3 separate regions of the Mus musculus genome follow, and all the other regions are linked to region 1. Evidence: chromatin contacts called from public Hi-C data. All regions are on one chromosome and are shown on one strand. The core of a region is the stretch at or near the end of the contact, and the rest is flanking DNA. Distances in the headings are between cores, read along the strand shown.

Region 1 (4,799 bases), core at 942-3,441:
CCGCTTGTTGTCAAGTGACTTTGTTTAAAGCCACCCTCTGTTGGCACTGAAACTATTGACAGGGCTCAACTGTGGCTGAGGACATGCAGCAAAGCTCCCCTCTCTGCCCACATGCAGGGGCAGGGGCAGGGGCAGGGGCAGGGGCAGGGGCGCCAAGTACTTGAGTCTCTAGTGTTTCTCTCTCAGTTTTCATGTTGCTGCATCCACATACTCCATCAGGGGCCACTTAGAGGAGTGCAGGTAGTTTTCAGGGGTTGTGCTATGGCTTGAGGAGATTCTGTAGTCTGTCATCAAGGGGAAGACATGTTAGTGGGAGACGGGGGCTGCCTGTTTACATCCAGTTGGATCAGTAAATGGAAACATAAATAGTAGCATTCTGATGGTTTTCTCCTTTGTTCCTTTTTTACTGAGCCTTAATTTATTTTTATTTATTTATTTTGAGGAAGGATCCTACTGTGTAACCCTATCTGGTCTAGAGTATGCTATGTAGGCCAGGCTAGACCTAAACTCACAGAGCTTGTCTCTGCCTTCAGAGTGCTTGAATGAAAGTGTGTGTGCGTGTGCGCGCCCGTGTGTGTGTGTGTGTGTGTGTGTGGTGTGTGTGTGTGTGTGTGTGTGTGTGTGTGTGTGTGTGTGCACCCGTGTGTGTGTGTGCGCGCGTGCGCACATGCGTGAGCATGTGATTCATTTGGAACTGTTCCCATTCAAAAGGAAAACGGAGCCTAAAAATGGGGCCCGTTAAAGTTGTGTGCAGTAGCCAGCTTGAGAGCGTCAGGCAGCTTACGCTCTGAGGGTTAAGAGAGGTCACTTGAGTAAAGCTCTTATGAAGTCGAGCTGTAGAGAATCAGAAGTGCAAGTAGCACATGACCAAAACATGTTTTTCTACACATGCATATGACATGAACAGAGCACAGAAGCCAGTTGTAGCGAATAATTTGTGTAACTCACTCCTGTCCACGCCTGGCTTGGGTACGAAACATGTTCCAAGAACAATTCCATGTTTTTAAAGAAACTGAGGACACAAGACTCTGGTCTTGTTTTCTCATGAGCACTCCGAATTCCCGTCACGTGACTGCATCCTTGGACTGTGCTCCAACAGTAAGGCAAAGTGTTGAGAGTCCTTTTCTCCTATATGTGACTTGGGGATCAAATTTGGGTCATCAGGTGTGGTGACAAAGCACTCTGACCTGCTGAGCTATCCTGGTGCCTCCCTTTTTTTTCCTTTTTAGTTTGGGTCTTCAGCCCACCGGATGTTTCCTCCTCAGTTAACCCTTTACAGCAAGACCTTCACAGACACATCAGGGTGTGTCTTGGAGATGGTTATAAACCCAGCCAAGCTGAAACAGTGCTTAACTCCTGTTTAACAGTTCATAGTTCTCAGAGAGTAGACAGTTCAGGACGGGGCTGATGCAGCACTTGCCAATCACACACGAAGCGCTGGCTGTCCCCAGCACTGCATGAGCCAGGATTGGTGGTACATACATGAGAGAGAGGCTGGAGGGTTGACAGTTTAATGTCATCCTTCACTACATAGTGAAATGGAGGCCAGCCTGGGCTACACAAGACAAACAGAAGGTTTTAATGAACTTCGGCATATAGTCCATCTTCCCAGTGAGTCAGTCCCCTTTAGCATCTCATGATTTGTTATTGCTGAATAATAAAATATTAAAGTATCTCCCTCAATCAAAGTTATGAATATAAGATCTTATCTGAGACCTCTGTGCTTCAGGGAACTTTTAAATATTAACAAGAAGTTCCTTTGAGATAGCTTTTCCACACAGTTGCGTAACTCAGCTCTCATAGGCAGCATTGGAAGCTGATGACCTGTCTGTAAGCCACTGCTGCCGCTGCCGCCTCCTCCTCCTCCTCCTCCTCCTCCTCCTCCTCCTCTTCTCCCTTCTTCTTCCTTCTTTCTTCTTACTTCTTCTTTTACACTTGGGTTAGTAATTAGCACAGTTTTCCAGCTTGATTTTCCTAATGGTGTCTTGAACTGTGTTACTTGCGTGTTAAAATCCACTGAAGCTCAGCCTAATGAATTCTTTAAATCCCCAAGCAAACAGAGGCCATTTCACCACTTATTCTAAGGAAGTGGGGCTGTGGGTGGTTAATATTCAGAGAAGAGTTTCTGGGTGCAGTGTCCATAGTACTGCGAACAGCCATCTGTGGTGGCTGCCATCTGCAGCAAGCGGTCATCTGCACTGAGGGTTTGTAGAGCTCAGGCCAAGTCCCAGCTCTGCCATCTGTAGGGGCGGGTCGCCTAAGGCTCGTTTGTAGAATCAGCTTTTCTTTTTAATATAATGCAATTCTGCCTCTTACACAGCATGCGGTGTCTCTGTGTACATACATGAGCAGTGTCTCTGTAGTGTCTGTATGTGTAGTGTCTGTGTGTATAGTATATATATATATATATGTCTGTGGGGTGTATGTGTAGTGTCTCTCTGTAGTGCATATTTGTCTCTCGAGTGTGTGTGCGTGTGTGTGTGTGTGTGTGTGTGTGTGTGTGTGTGTGTGTGTGTGGCATTCGTCTGTCTGAATCTATATATGTGTTTGTGGCATATATGTCTGTGTGTCTGTATCAGGGAGGGGACTTGTAAGCAGCAGGCTTGCCCTTCTGTTTCGATTGCTGCCTGTGTGTAGCTGCCGAGGCAGTTCAGCGCTGAGCTGGTCATGGTGGCCGTGGCTGTAATCCCAGCTCTCGAGGTGGAACCGGCATGAGGAACTCAAGCTCGGCAGGATACAGCCTGACTTTAGGGCCAGCCTGGGATGTATGAAACATCTCAGAACCAAAACAACAGGGTTGCTCTGGAGAGGTCCGAAGAGACACCTTATTTGAGAAAGAATCGTTTCCCACTGCACTTGCCCAGTGGAGGGCCGAGGAGATTGGGGGCTGGGGAGGTATGTCTGGGTTCACAGGTAAGGAGCAAGAATTAGAAGCCAATGTATTGTACTACAGTTGTTTTTAAAGAAGTAGGAGTTTCCATATTGATAAAATAATTAAGGCTTGCATGTCAGTCTGCAAATGCTTCTCCTTGGTGTGATATTCTATTTATTTTTAATTCTTTTATTTTTTATATAATGAATATAAATATATTATTTTCCCTTCCGTTTTATCCCCACAAGCTCTCACATGTACCCTTCCTCTCCCACTTTCAGTTCATGGCCTTTTTTTCATTAAGTGTTGTTGTATGAATATAATACACATATATTCCTAAATACGACCTGCTCAGTGTATATAATATGTAATACTTTATAAATTCACACTCAATGGGGCTAGAGAGATGGCTCAGCAGATAAGAGCCACATAGACACACTGTGTCAGACAAACTCGCTATCTCGTTATAGAATTCCAGTGGGATCTGTATTAGTTACTCCCCTCCTAGCTGTGAGAAAATGCCTACAAAAGCAATGTCAGTGAGAAAGGCTCACATCATTCTTGGGCAGGCATGGTGGGCGGCAGGAGCATGAGTTGGCTGCTCACCCGGCATCCACAGTGAGGGAGCAGAGAGAGATGGATGCTGGTGCGCCTGTTTTATTTGGTCCAGGACCCTAGCCCATTGATGGTACACCCACATTCAGTGTGAGTCTCACCTCACTTAACCCTTTCTGGAGACATTCTCACCGATGTGCCCAGTGGTTTGTCTCCTAGGTGATGTCAAATCCAGTCAAGTCGATAATGAAATGTGACCACCACAAGCTGTCCCCCCAGAGACAGGTCCGTAACTAACAATCTTTGATGTTGTCCTTCCCTCAGGGTGTGACCTACTGTGGTGAGAGTGCAGCCAGCAGCCTCACCATGGCCAATGTCCCTTGGCACGAGGAAGTGGTTCGGTTTGTCCGTGAGCTGGTCGATCTGCTTCCCGACTATGAAGTTGCGTGTGAACACGAGCACTCCAACTGCCTCCTGATCGGACACAAGAAGGTGAGATGTGTGCTGTGCCCCCACTTCTCTCTCACCTTTCTTCTCTTTCTTCTTTGTGCCCCTCACTTGATCACAGGGGATGTCCGCTTGTCCACTGTCTTTCCTAACACGAGTGTTAAGAAAGCCCAGAACAACACAGAGAGCACTATTCCATTGTTTGAGTTTTTAAAATTTTGTTTAGAGATTCTTGTTTAAAGAATTGCTTTTATTTTTAATCATGTTTGCATATGCCAGTGTGCACGCATGTGAGTGCAGTACCCTCGGAGGCCAGAGAGGGTGACATATCTCCATCTGGGCCCACAACTGGATGAGTCACCTTAAGCCAGCAAGTTTAGAGACATCAAACACAAAATAATCTGGGGCCAGAGAGATGGCTCAGTTTGTAAAGGCACTTGCCACCAGGCTGGGCCACCTGACTCTGGGGACCCACAGGGCATTGGGAGAGAATTGACCTCTGCAAGCTATTCTGTGACCTCCACTCGTGCGTACCCTCTCCTCCCAAATGAATACATGTAATAAGGACTTTCAAAACATAACAAAATTCATTAAAATAGCCTAGGTGTCAGGTTTGGGTTGTGAGCTGAGCCTATAGCTAATATGTCATCATGTGTAGATTTCTTTGGATCGTTTATAATAATTGACTTGTGCTGTCAGTCATTTGGTTTATGGGATTTTCTCTGTGTGAAAGGTGAGAAAATAGCCAGATGAGGTTGTTTGAGTATTTTCCTTGTGGCAGGTACTCTGGCCTCTGTGGCTGGTCCTGTCTAGAGCCGCCTGGCTATTTAGTCAGGGCCGAACCTCAGCACAGTGTGCCTGTCATAAGACCATACGTGACCTTTTGAGTGTGTTCATAATTCTGCATAGATTTACCTCTTTTCTT
Region 2 (4,799 bases), core at 594-3,093, 480 kb after region 1:
CCTTTCTCTTGGGAGGTTGATGGGGTGGGTGAGACTTTTCATAGGGACACATGAACAGATAAAGTCTTCTCATGCCTGCTAGGGGGTCTGACAGACCAAAGATGCCACCAAAGTCTAACTTGGTGAACTTAATGAGTTCACTGGGACTCATTGGGGTCATTTAGGAGTATGTGTGAGGTGTGACTTACAGGACCACGTTTAACTCAAAAGCTGCTCTATCACCAAAAGCCCATCTCAGCCTGGGTGACAACACATAAGAGCTCTCTGCAGGATTTGTAGGCAGCTGGCCAGGCCAGAGAGTCTCCTCTAGGCAGCTGTGATGGTCAGAGTCTCCTTGCCCATCATCATTCCCTGCATCTGTAACCTTGGGGAGCTGCTTCCTAGCACCTCGTGAACTCCAGCATCTGAAGAGTTCCAGCTTCCCTAAGTATGGGAAGTTTGCTTTCGTCCTGAGTCCCATGAGCACCCCCTTCCTGGAGGAAGTGTTCCAATAGAAGGAGATTACTGTAGAACATTAGAATGACACCCTTTTAACTAGGCACAGGGAAGAACAGGAATATAGAATATTATTCTATAATAGAATTTATTTGACCCCTTTCCTCAACTCCCTCAAGGTGAATTAAATGGCACCATGAAATGAATTCCACACCTGGGACAGTTGGAAGAGAGGAGGATTAGCCTAAAATCTGGTCAGGGAAGATGTGGTCCCCTACAGTGCTAGTCTCAGTGGGAGTCAGGGATGGGGAAGACCTCAGGGTGGGAGGCCTGTGGTGTGCCTCGGGCTTTGTCCTTTTAGTGGCCTGGCTTTCATCTTGTTGAGAATTCAGAATTTCTCTGCAGCCAGGGCCCCCTGAGGCTCCTATCACAGCGGGAGCAGGAGTTCAATTTCCCTTCTTCACTGTGAGTCTCCACTGGACGTCTCCTTGCAGAAGATACTTTTCCTGGCCTCCTGATGACAGATTTGTGGGGGAAGGGAGTATAGGTAGGAAGGGGAAGGAGAAGAAATGGAGGGTTGCCACTTATCCATTCAGCAAACATGCATCGTAATGCATCCACACGCTCCGGTCTAGCCACTGAATTAGAGGTGGTGCATCTTTTCCAAGGGCTCTTTGTCAACTGGCAGAGTCTGACACAGAAATAAACAAGATTAACTTGCAAGCTAGACACAGTGCTTGAACCTGTGATCCTTCATGAGAGAGACTGAGGAAAGAGAAGTAACAAGAGCTTGAAGCCAGTCTGGACTTTGAGAGTGATTTCCAGGCCAGCCTACACTGCAGAGCAAGATCTATTCTCAAATCACCTAGTGCTGAGGCTGTAGATCCGTGGGTAAGACTTGCCTAGCACATACAAACCCTGGGTTCAGTCTCCAGTGCCATGGATACTGGGCATAGTGGTGCATACTTAACAAGAGATTGGGATTGGAGATAGGAAGATGTCTGGAGCTAGCTGGCCAGCAGCCTAGCCTATTTGGCAAGTCCCAGGCTGGTGAGAGATCCTGTCTTATAAAGAGAAAGGTGAGTGACAGTTGAGAAATGATGCCCAAGGTTGTTCTCTAGTCTCCACAGACATGAATGCACAGAGGCACACATGCACTCACACACACACTCACACACGCACACACACACACACACACACACACACACACACACACACACAGAGAGAAACCCATCTCACTTATATCCCAGAGAATAAGAGTTGCCTTTGAAAATTAAATTAAGAGAGCTGAAGAGATGGTCCAGAGCACTGGCTGCTATTCCAGAAGATTCAGGTTTATTTCCCCTCACCCTAGTAACAGCTTACAGCCTACAGTTTATAGCTATCTGTAGCTCCAGTCCTAAGGGATCCAGCGCCCCCCTCTGGCATATTTGGGCACTGCATTCGTGTGGTCCATAGACATATATGCAGACAAAATAGTCAATAAGTAAATAAAATGTTCAAGCTATACTAATTAAAAAGTTATAAAATCGAATCAAGGAAAAATAGTAGAAGGCACCCTCTGACTCTTTTTACACTTTAATCTGAAAAGAGGATGGTCAGGAAGCTGTTTAAGATTTAACAAGGGAAAAATGACAGAGGCCCTGCCTTGAGAGAATAAGGTAGAAAATGATAGAACATGAGAAGAGATATCCTGACCTGTGGGTATGTGCACCTACACACACACACAAACACACACACACACACACAGAGAGAGAGAGAGAGAGAGAGAGAGAGAGAGAGAGAGAGAGAGAGAGAGAGAGAGAGAGAGAGGCATCCACCAGGTAATTATATGGGAAAAAAAAAACATAAAAACAAGAGAGTAACTCATGACACTTTGGGTCAAGAAAGAAACAGACTAAAATTACAGAACCAAAATAAAGGCAAAAAGAATTGGTCTTGACTCAGCCAATCAGAGGCAGAATGAGGGACTCAAGAGATGCCTCCGTGGTAAAGGCCACTCACTGCTCTTTTGGAGAACCTGAGTTCAGTTCTTAGCACCCATATCAAGGAATCTCACAGCCACTTGTAACTCCAGCTCCTGGGGCTCTGGTGCCCTCTTCTGGCCTGTGTGGGTACTGTACCGAGAGAGGAGGAGGGGGCGGGGGGAGAGGGAGAGGGAGAAGTGAGGGAGGGAAGGAGTCATATGAAATGGCACACTAGTTAAGAGAATATATTGCTCCTTAAAAAAAAAAAAAAACTGAATTCAGTTCCTAGCATACATATTGGGTGGTGCACAGCCACCTATAACTCAGCACCAAAGGATCCAATACCCTCTTCTGGGGGTACCTGAACTCATGTGTACACGCACGCACGCACGCACGCACACATGCACACATGTGTGCACACACATAGGCATGGATAAAAGAAAGTTAAAAGGAGCAAAATGATCTTTTCATGGTAAGAAAGAAAGAAAGAAAGAAAGAAAGAAAGAAAGAAGAATACAGCCCAGAACTCAAACATGAAAATTATTTGGGAAGAGATGAAATATATGGAAGAACAGGATAGACAGCTAATTAGGAGTAATTTGTGTTCCAGAGGAAAAATCGAACTAGAACAAAGGAGGAGTTGTCAAATGGTTGCAAGAAGCACCCAGGAGGCAGAACACAATGTTGGTATAAAAATAAAAAAGCCTGGCTAAGCTGGAGCCAAGATTTTGCAGAAACATATGTCTAAATATGGCACAGAAACTGTGTGTGTCCGTGTGTGTGTGCGCGCGCATGCGTGCATGTGCATGCACGCACACACGTACATGTGTGCATAATCTCCAGGGTAGAGAAAAAGTCCTGCTAGTGTTGGAGAATGGATAAAGGCTATTGAAAGAAGAAAACTTAGGTTACTCACCCAACCCCAAACAGAAGGAACCAGAAAGCTCTGCTTAGCTTTCTCTGAGTGTGTATCCTTGTGCAGGAGTGTGTGCACCAAGTGTGTGCACTTTACTCACTGAGCTATACCCACACCCTCAGCTCAGGTATCAACATAGGGGCATCTGTGCAATTTTATGATGTCGTATCAAACCAGGGTGTCTATTATAGGAGAATGGAGGTGGGAAGGCATGGTAGGAGCTGGAGAGATGGCTCAGAGGTTAAGCGCACCAGTTGCTCTTCTGAAGGACCCAGGTTTGACTCCCGGAATGTACATGATGGCTCATAGCTGTTTGTAAATCCAGTCCCAGGGAATCTGACGCCCTCTTCTGGCCTTCCCAGGTATTACATGCACATGGTACACAGACAAGCACGCAGATAATATGCCCGTATAGTTTTACAAAACATTATTTTTTAAGGTATTGTGGAAAATATAATGTCTTGGGCTAACAAAATGGCTCAGAGAGAAACGCACATGCTAACAATCCCAGCGACCTGAGTTATATCTCCAGGGCTCGTATGCTAGTAAGGAAAAAATCAACTTCTCCAGGTTGTCCTGTGATCTCCACATGTGTGCCCCTGGCACATGCACTTGCATGCACACAAACACACTAACTAACTCACTCACTCACTATAAATAAATAAAAATTTAAAATAACTTTAAGGTCTCTCAGAGAAGGGAGCATTCACAAATGCTTCAAGTTAGTAGCTGTTTTAAATGTTTTCTAGTAGAGGAAGTCATGACAGTCATGCACCCAGAGGTGGATGCTCCCAGACAAGTAGAAGTGAGGAATGGAAGTCACTTAATATCCTGAGTAGCAGCCCGTGGTTACAAACTGTGTCACTAAATCCAGTGCAGAATCAGTACTTTTCTGCAAAAAGATACAAGGGGTATGTTTTAGGGTGGGGCGTGCTGTTTTGAGACAGGGTGGCACTGTGTAGTCCTGGCTATCCTGGAATTTGCTATGTAGACCAGGCTGGCCTCAAACGCACAAAGATTCTCCTGTCTTGGCCTCAGCCTCTTGAATCCTGGCACTAAAGGAATGCACCACTGTGTTCAGCTACCAGGACTGTAATAAATGTGCCATAATAACTCTGGTGTTAAAGCCAATGACTGAAGCATGCTAGGGAAGAAGTCTGGAAGTAAGTGTGTAACTTCTTATCTCACCCAGGGAGGAGAAGGAAGCAAGTTCCATTTTTTCTGAATTTGATCTTAAGAAACATTCCAGTTAAGTCATGCATCTAAGAAGGGGGGGAAAAAAAAGCAAATTTAAGAACTGAAAAAAAAAATCTGGAAAGCAGGAAATGAAATATCAAAATAGATCCAAGCATACATATAATAATGAATGGAATGGAATGCATTTTCACTACTGGGAAGCAGAGACTGTAAATCTAATTTTTAGTGGAATTAGTTTATATTTTAAATTAAAATATAATTATATCACTTCCCTGCTTTCTTCC
Region 3 (4,799 bases), core at 596-3,095, 370 kb after region 1:
CCCAGTGTGAGTCTGTGTAGAATAATAGAAACAAATAAAAAGTACTGGGCTTTTAAGACAAATGGTGATACCCATGGCGCTTGCGCTCTCTCTCTGTCTCTCTGTCTCTCTCTGTATGTGTGTGTGTGTGTGTGTGTGTGAGAGAGAGAGGCAGAGAAAGAGACAGACAGACAGACAGACAGATAGACAGACACACACACACACACAGAGATGCACTCTGTGCATGCATGCCCACGGAGGCTAAAAGACAACCCTCTATCATTTTTCAGACACCTTTCACCTTGTCTTACAAGACATTGACTCTCACTGGCCTGAAACTTGTCACATAAGCTGGGGTAGCCATTCCTTGAGCCCCAAGCATCCAAGGCTAGCTTTTCCTTGAGCCCCAAGCATCCAAGGCTAGCCTTTCCTTGAGCCCCAAGCATCCAAGGCTAGCCACTCCCTGTGCATCCTCCTGTCTCTCCCTTTCCAGCATTCAGATTACAAGGAGGTGCCACCACATCCAGCTTCTTCTTTTTTTTTTCACATCGGGCTGGGGGTTGAACATAGGTCCCCTCGTTTATAAGGAAAGCACTTTACTGGGTGTGTGTTTCAGTTTATTTTTCCATTACTCTGGGAAAATACCCTAACAAAGTAAGTTAATAGAAAAAGGACTTATTTTAGTTAACAGTTCACGGTGGGGAAATTGAGGTCTTGGGAGCTTGAAGGAGCTGGTTCTATTGCTGTGCCCATCTGAGCTTGAGATTACTTAGTTCTGATAGGAATGTCCATGGGAAAATGCTGTTCAGCACACGGAATGATGTACACAATGTGTGGCGCACTGGCAGCCACATTGTACCATGCCTCTCACTCGAGTTTCTGATGTTCTGTGTACAGTGAAGCACTGAACTTCTGGTCAGTTAGCAAGGATGATCTAGACCGGAGACCTATATATGGGTCATGTTTTCAGAGCAAGGGATTTGCTTCCTATTAGGATTTTGATCAAGGTCTTTGGATGTTCAACATGTCTTCTCTAAGATTCCTTTGACGTGTTTGTTCTACTGGTGGGACCTACCCACTAAACACTTCCTATATTACTTTGTCTTGAAGTCACCATGTGGCCCAGGATGGCCTTGAACTCACAATGTAGCCCAAGCTGGGCTGGAACTCACCATCCTCCTATTTCTACCTCCTGAGTGTGGGAGCACAGGAATTTACTACCAGTTCTGGCTTATTGATATTCCTTATTGACGGACATTCTTGTGGTTAGACTCGTACTCAGGAGCCAGTGGCTGCTTCTGCATCCCAAATCGCTCTCTTTCAAGCTGTGTGATCATATTCAGATTCTGTTGCTTATTTTTCTCAACAGTAGAATGTAGGACATTGGTCCAGGGAGACAACTTAGTTGGTAAAGTTCTTAAAGACTTGAGTTCACTTCCCAGAACACACACACACACACACACACACACACATATATATGAATGAATTGTACACTGGGCATCACATGGTTTTGCTAAGGAGCTTCTTGTGCCAGTGTGAGGACCTGAGTTCAATCCCCAGTATCCTGACAAGAAGCAGGGTATAACTACAAACACCTATCATCCCAGTGCAAGCTGAAGAAGCAAAGAGAAGAGGTTCCTTAGGACTCGCCAGTCCATCAGTGTAGCCATTCAGTGATCTAGTTTTAGTGAAAGACCCTACCCAAAGAATAAGGTGGAATAATAACACCACTGGACACAGATTTCTGGGCTCCACACACAGGCATGTATAAGTATTTATGCATACATGAACAATACACATAGGGAAGAAGAAGGATAGGGAGAGGGAGAGACAAGGAGGGAGGAGGAGGGAGAGAGGGAGAGTGGGGGGGGGGAGGAAAGGGAGCCGGAGCAAGAGCTGTGTATGACAGTGCACTTGTAATCCCTGTGCTGGGAGGTAGAGACAGGAGCTTCTCTGGGACCACTGGAAAGCCAGCCTAGATGACCAGGCCAGTTCAGAGACTCTATCTCAGAAAAAGATGGTGAAACACCCCAATAATAATAATAATAATAATAATAATAATAATAATAAATAATAAGCAGGCGATGAAATGGCTTCCCTGTGGGATCACTGAGACTGTGTATAGATCTTAGAGTATTTCCTGATTCTCTGTGTCCGGTGCAGTAGCAACCAGAATGGCCACAGCGACTGAAGGAGCTGTTGTCATCACTGTCAGCGTCACTGCTGTGAGCCCTCCTGCTGTACAGCTTATGCTGTCATCTGTCATCTCAGCAGGTCACCCTGGGTTCTGCTCACCTGCCCCAGCTTCCAGCCATCATGGATACTGACTCTGCCTGCTCCCCCTCCCTCTCCCGTGCCCCCTGCCCCCTGTGCCAACTGGATCCCCGGAGTGACACCTGCTCCCTTCCCCATCTGTCATGCCCTCATGGTCACCTTCTCATACCCTAGTACGCCTGTCCAACCTTGTAAAAGATGAAGGATGGGGACCACAGACTCTCTGTCCTTGGAGACATAGAAAAAAAAAAAAAACAGACAAGCCGACATTCAGGAAGATTTAGACATTTATCTGCCCCAAGGCAAGAAATGAAACGAGAGGCTCCTTCAAGGTCACTGTCTGCTTAGAAGTCTTGCAAAGATTCTACACCTCCCTCTGGATTGCAAAACCCCTTTATGATCTGTCTTGAGAGCAACAGCTCCAGCAATACTCTGAGAACATGACCCCACAAGCTTCAACACAAGTTACCACTCCATCTCATCTTTTCTTTCTCAAATCTCTCCCTTCTCCTGATTATATCCCTCTACATCCAACTGCCCCACTCTATCCTTGGCCTCAGGAGGCAAGCAGCTTGCCAGGCCCACCCTAGGGAACCTTCTTCCAAATCCTCAGTGTCCTGCAGAGCTTATGTAACCATATATGGGCTGCTGTCCTGAAACCAGTAATCTCTTATGCAAAAAAGATGTCGAGCAAGTACAATTTATGACGTCATCAAGGCCCAGCTTTATCCTTGTCCTCCCGTTACCCCCCAAAACTGTGTCCTGTCAGGATTAAGTCACTCTGTCCTAGATGAAAGACACCGGCATATTGGGGCTTCAGAGATGGCTCAGCATTTAAGAGTGCTTGACCCAGTAGCAGAGGACCTGAGTTCAGCTCTCAGCTCTAGGGAGTCCCACACCCTCTTCTGACCTCCCAGGACATCCACACACACCTGGCGTTTACTCACACAGATAGACACATGAACACATTAGTGAAATAAACGAGAAGGCTGACAAACCCCAGCCGTTTTTTTCTCGTCATCCAGTAGACTTGGAAGATTGAAAACCTTTCTCTTAAAACATTTTAATTCTCTCAGTGTGTGCCTCTGTGTTCACACGTGCACACAGGAGAGGGTTCGCTTACACAGTTGAGTGAGTGCTGGTGTCCAGAAAGGCCTGCAGAAGGCATCAAATCCCCTGAAACTGGAGTTACAGGAGTTGTGGGGCACACGACCTGGGTGCTGGGAACAGATTCAGTGCCCTCTGGTATAAAGCCATCCTCCAGTAAAAAGAAGGGGCTAGGCACATGAGACTGCTGGAAGTCAGTCCTGGTATGGAAAAAAAATAAGGTTTTATTTATATTAACAGTGTTGATCTAGATTATTCTAGATACTACAAGAGTACAATCATGTCTGTTTGTCTATCCATGGGGAATTGGACCCAAGACTCTTGTGGATACTAAAATCCCCAGACATGCCCCTTCTATAGAGTATAGTATTTGTGCAGAGCTTCTGAACATTGCCAGTGTGTTTAGAATCATCTCCAAGAGACATATATGACCTTGGGCAAGGTAAATAGTTTATACTGTATTGTTTACAAAATCAGGAGGAGAAAATAAGTTATACACATTGAGTACAGGTCAAATTTTGCTTTTCTTTTTGAGACAGGGTCTGTCTGTGCAGACATTGACCTGGAACTCACTGTGTAGCCCAGCCTGGCCTGGAACTCTGTATGTAGCCTAAAATAACTTGGAATTCATTATACAGCCCAGTCTAAACTGGAACTCGTTATATAGATCAGACTGGTGTACTGATCAGCAGTCCGCCAGTCTCACCCTGTTCATTGTTGGAACTACAGGCACATGCTGCTGCTCCCAGCTTTTGTCACTCCTTTGAGACAGGCTCGGACCATCTAGAGCCAGATAGATTTCAGCATCACAACGGACCTCCCATAGTTTCCTAAGTGCTGGAGTTAAAGATGCATGCTACCACCTCCAAATTAGATGCTGCTTAAAATAAACAAAACCCAAACCAAAAACCACCTTTTGTCTGTCGTTTGAATTCATGGAGGAGGAGTGAGTCCACAGATGGAGGTTGTTGTCATTGATACGGTCAGTCTTGGGCAACTGATCACTCGGTATTGTCCTCAAGTGTTCATTATTGCAGATGGTACCGCGGTTAGCATCTTTTTATGTGCTCGTGAATGAACTTCACTTGGTGCACACCTGGGAGTGGGATTATTACATTATTGGCTGTGGACACATTCCCTTCCGTTAAGAACTAGTGATTCAGAGCTGGGGCTGGAGCTCAGTGGGCAGAGTGCTTGCCTAAGCATGCGCAGAAGCCCCTTGTACCATCCATGAGACCACAGAGAGCTGAGTGTGGTGGGGGTAAACCTGGAATCCCAATGCTAAGGGCGCGGGGGAAGGAGCAACAAAGAAGTTCAGGCCCTCCTGAGATACATGAAACAATGTTTCAAAAAGCAAAAGCAAAGGCAAGCACAAAGAGTTGCCTAATGGTTTTCTTTTTTTTCTCTTTCCTCCTTCCCTTTCCCTCCCTCCCTCTTTC

What was found. Hi-C and Micro-C count contacts between places; a contact is called where the count stands out from the background.
Region 2: a contact with region 1 is called in a Hi-C map of cerebellar granule neurons, with 1.7 times the contacts expected there. The contact joins two enhancer-like sites. A contact is called at or near these places in 8 of 484 Hi-C or Micro-C datasets (cerebellar granule neurons, cerebellum, cerebral cortex and 2 more) and 2 of 115 datasets of contacts at active chromatin or transcription factors (VIP interneurons and astrocytes).
Region 3: a Hi-C map of cerebellar granule neurons shows a contact between it and region 1, with 1.6 times the contacts expected there. The contact joins two enhancer-like sites. A contact is called at or near these places in 4 of 484 Hi-C or Micro-C datasets (brain, cerebellar granule neurons, cerebellum and 1 more).

Annotation. Positions count from the first base shown.
Region 1 is chr5:130,331,495-130,336,293 of GRCm38.p6, forward strand. Tyw1 (tRNA-yW synthesizing protein 1 homolog (S. cerevisiae)) reads left to right here. Exons shown (of 16, transcript NM_001015876.2): 15 at 3,752-3,919. Among named protein-coding and RNA genes, the nearest start is that of Gm40336, 45 kb to the right of the region's middle. Within about 2 kb of position 2,192, at least 8 of the 459 cell types and tissues checked have an H3K27ac peak or open chromatin away from gene starts, as enhancers often do. A contact at or near this core is called in cerebellar granule neurons and cerebellum, where this site is marked.
Region 2 is chr5:130,809,633-130,814,431 of GRCm38.p6, forward strand. All of the region lies in intron 4 of Caln1 (calneuron 1), which reads left to right. Among named protein-coding and RNA genes, the nearest start is that of Gm40337, 43 kb to the right of the region's middle. Within about 2 kb of position 1,844, at least 8 of the 459 cell types and tissues checked have an H3K27ac peak or open chromatin away from gene starts, as enhancers often do. A contact at or near this core is called in cerebellar granule neurons and cerebellum, where this site is marked.
Region 3 is chr5:130,699,701-130,704,499 of GRCm38.p6, forward strand. All of the region lies in intron 4 of Caln1 (calneuron 1), which reads left to right. Among named protein-coding and RNA genes, the nearest start is that of Gm40337, 150 kb to the right of the region's middle. Within about 2 kb of position 1,846, at least 3 of the 459 cell types and tissues checked have an H3K27ac peak or open chromatin away from gene starts, as enhancers often do. A contact at or near this core is called in cerebellar granule neurons and cerebellum, where this site is marked.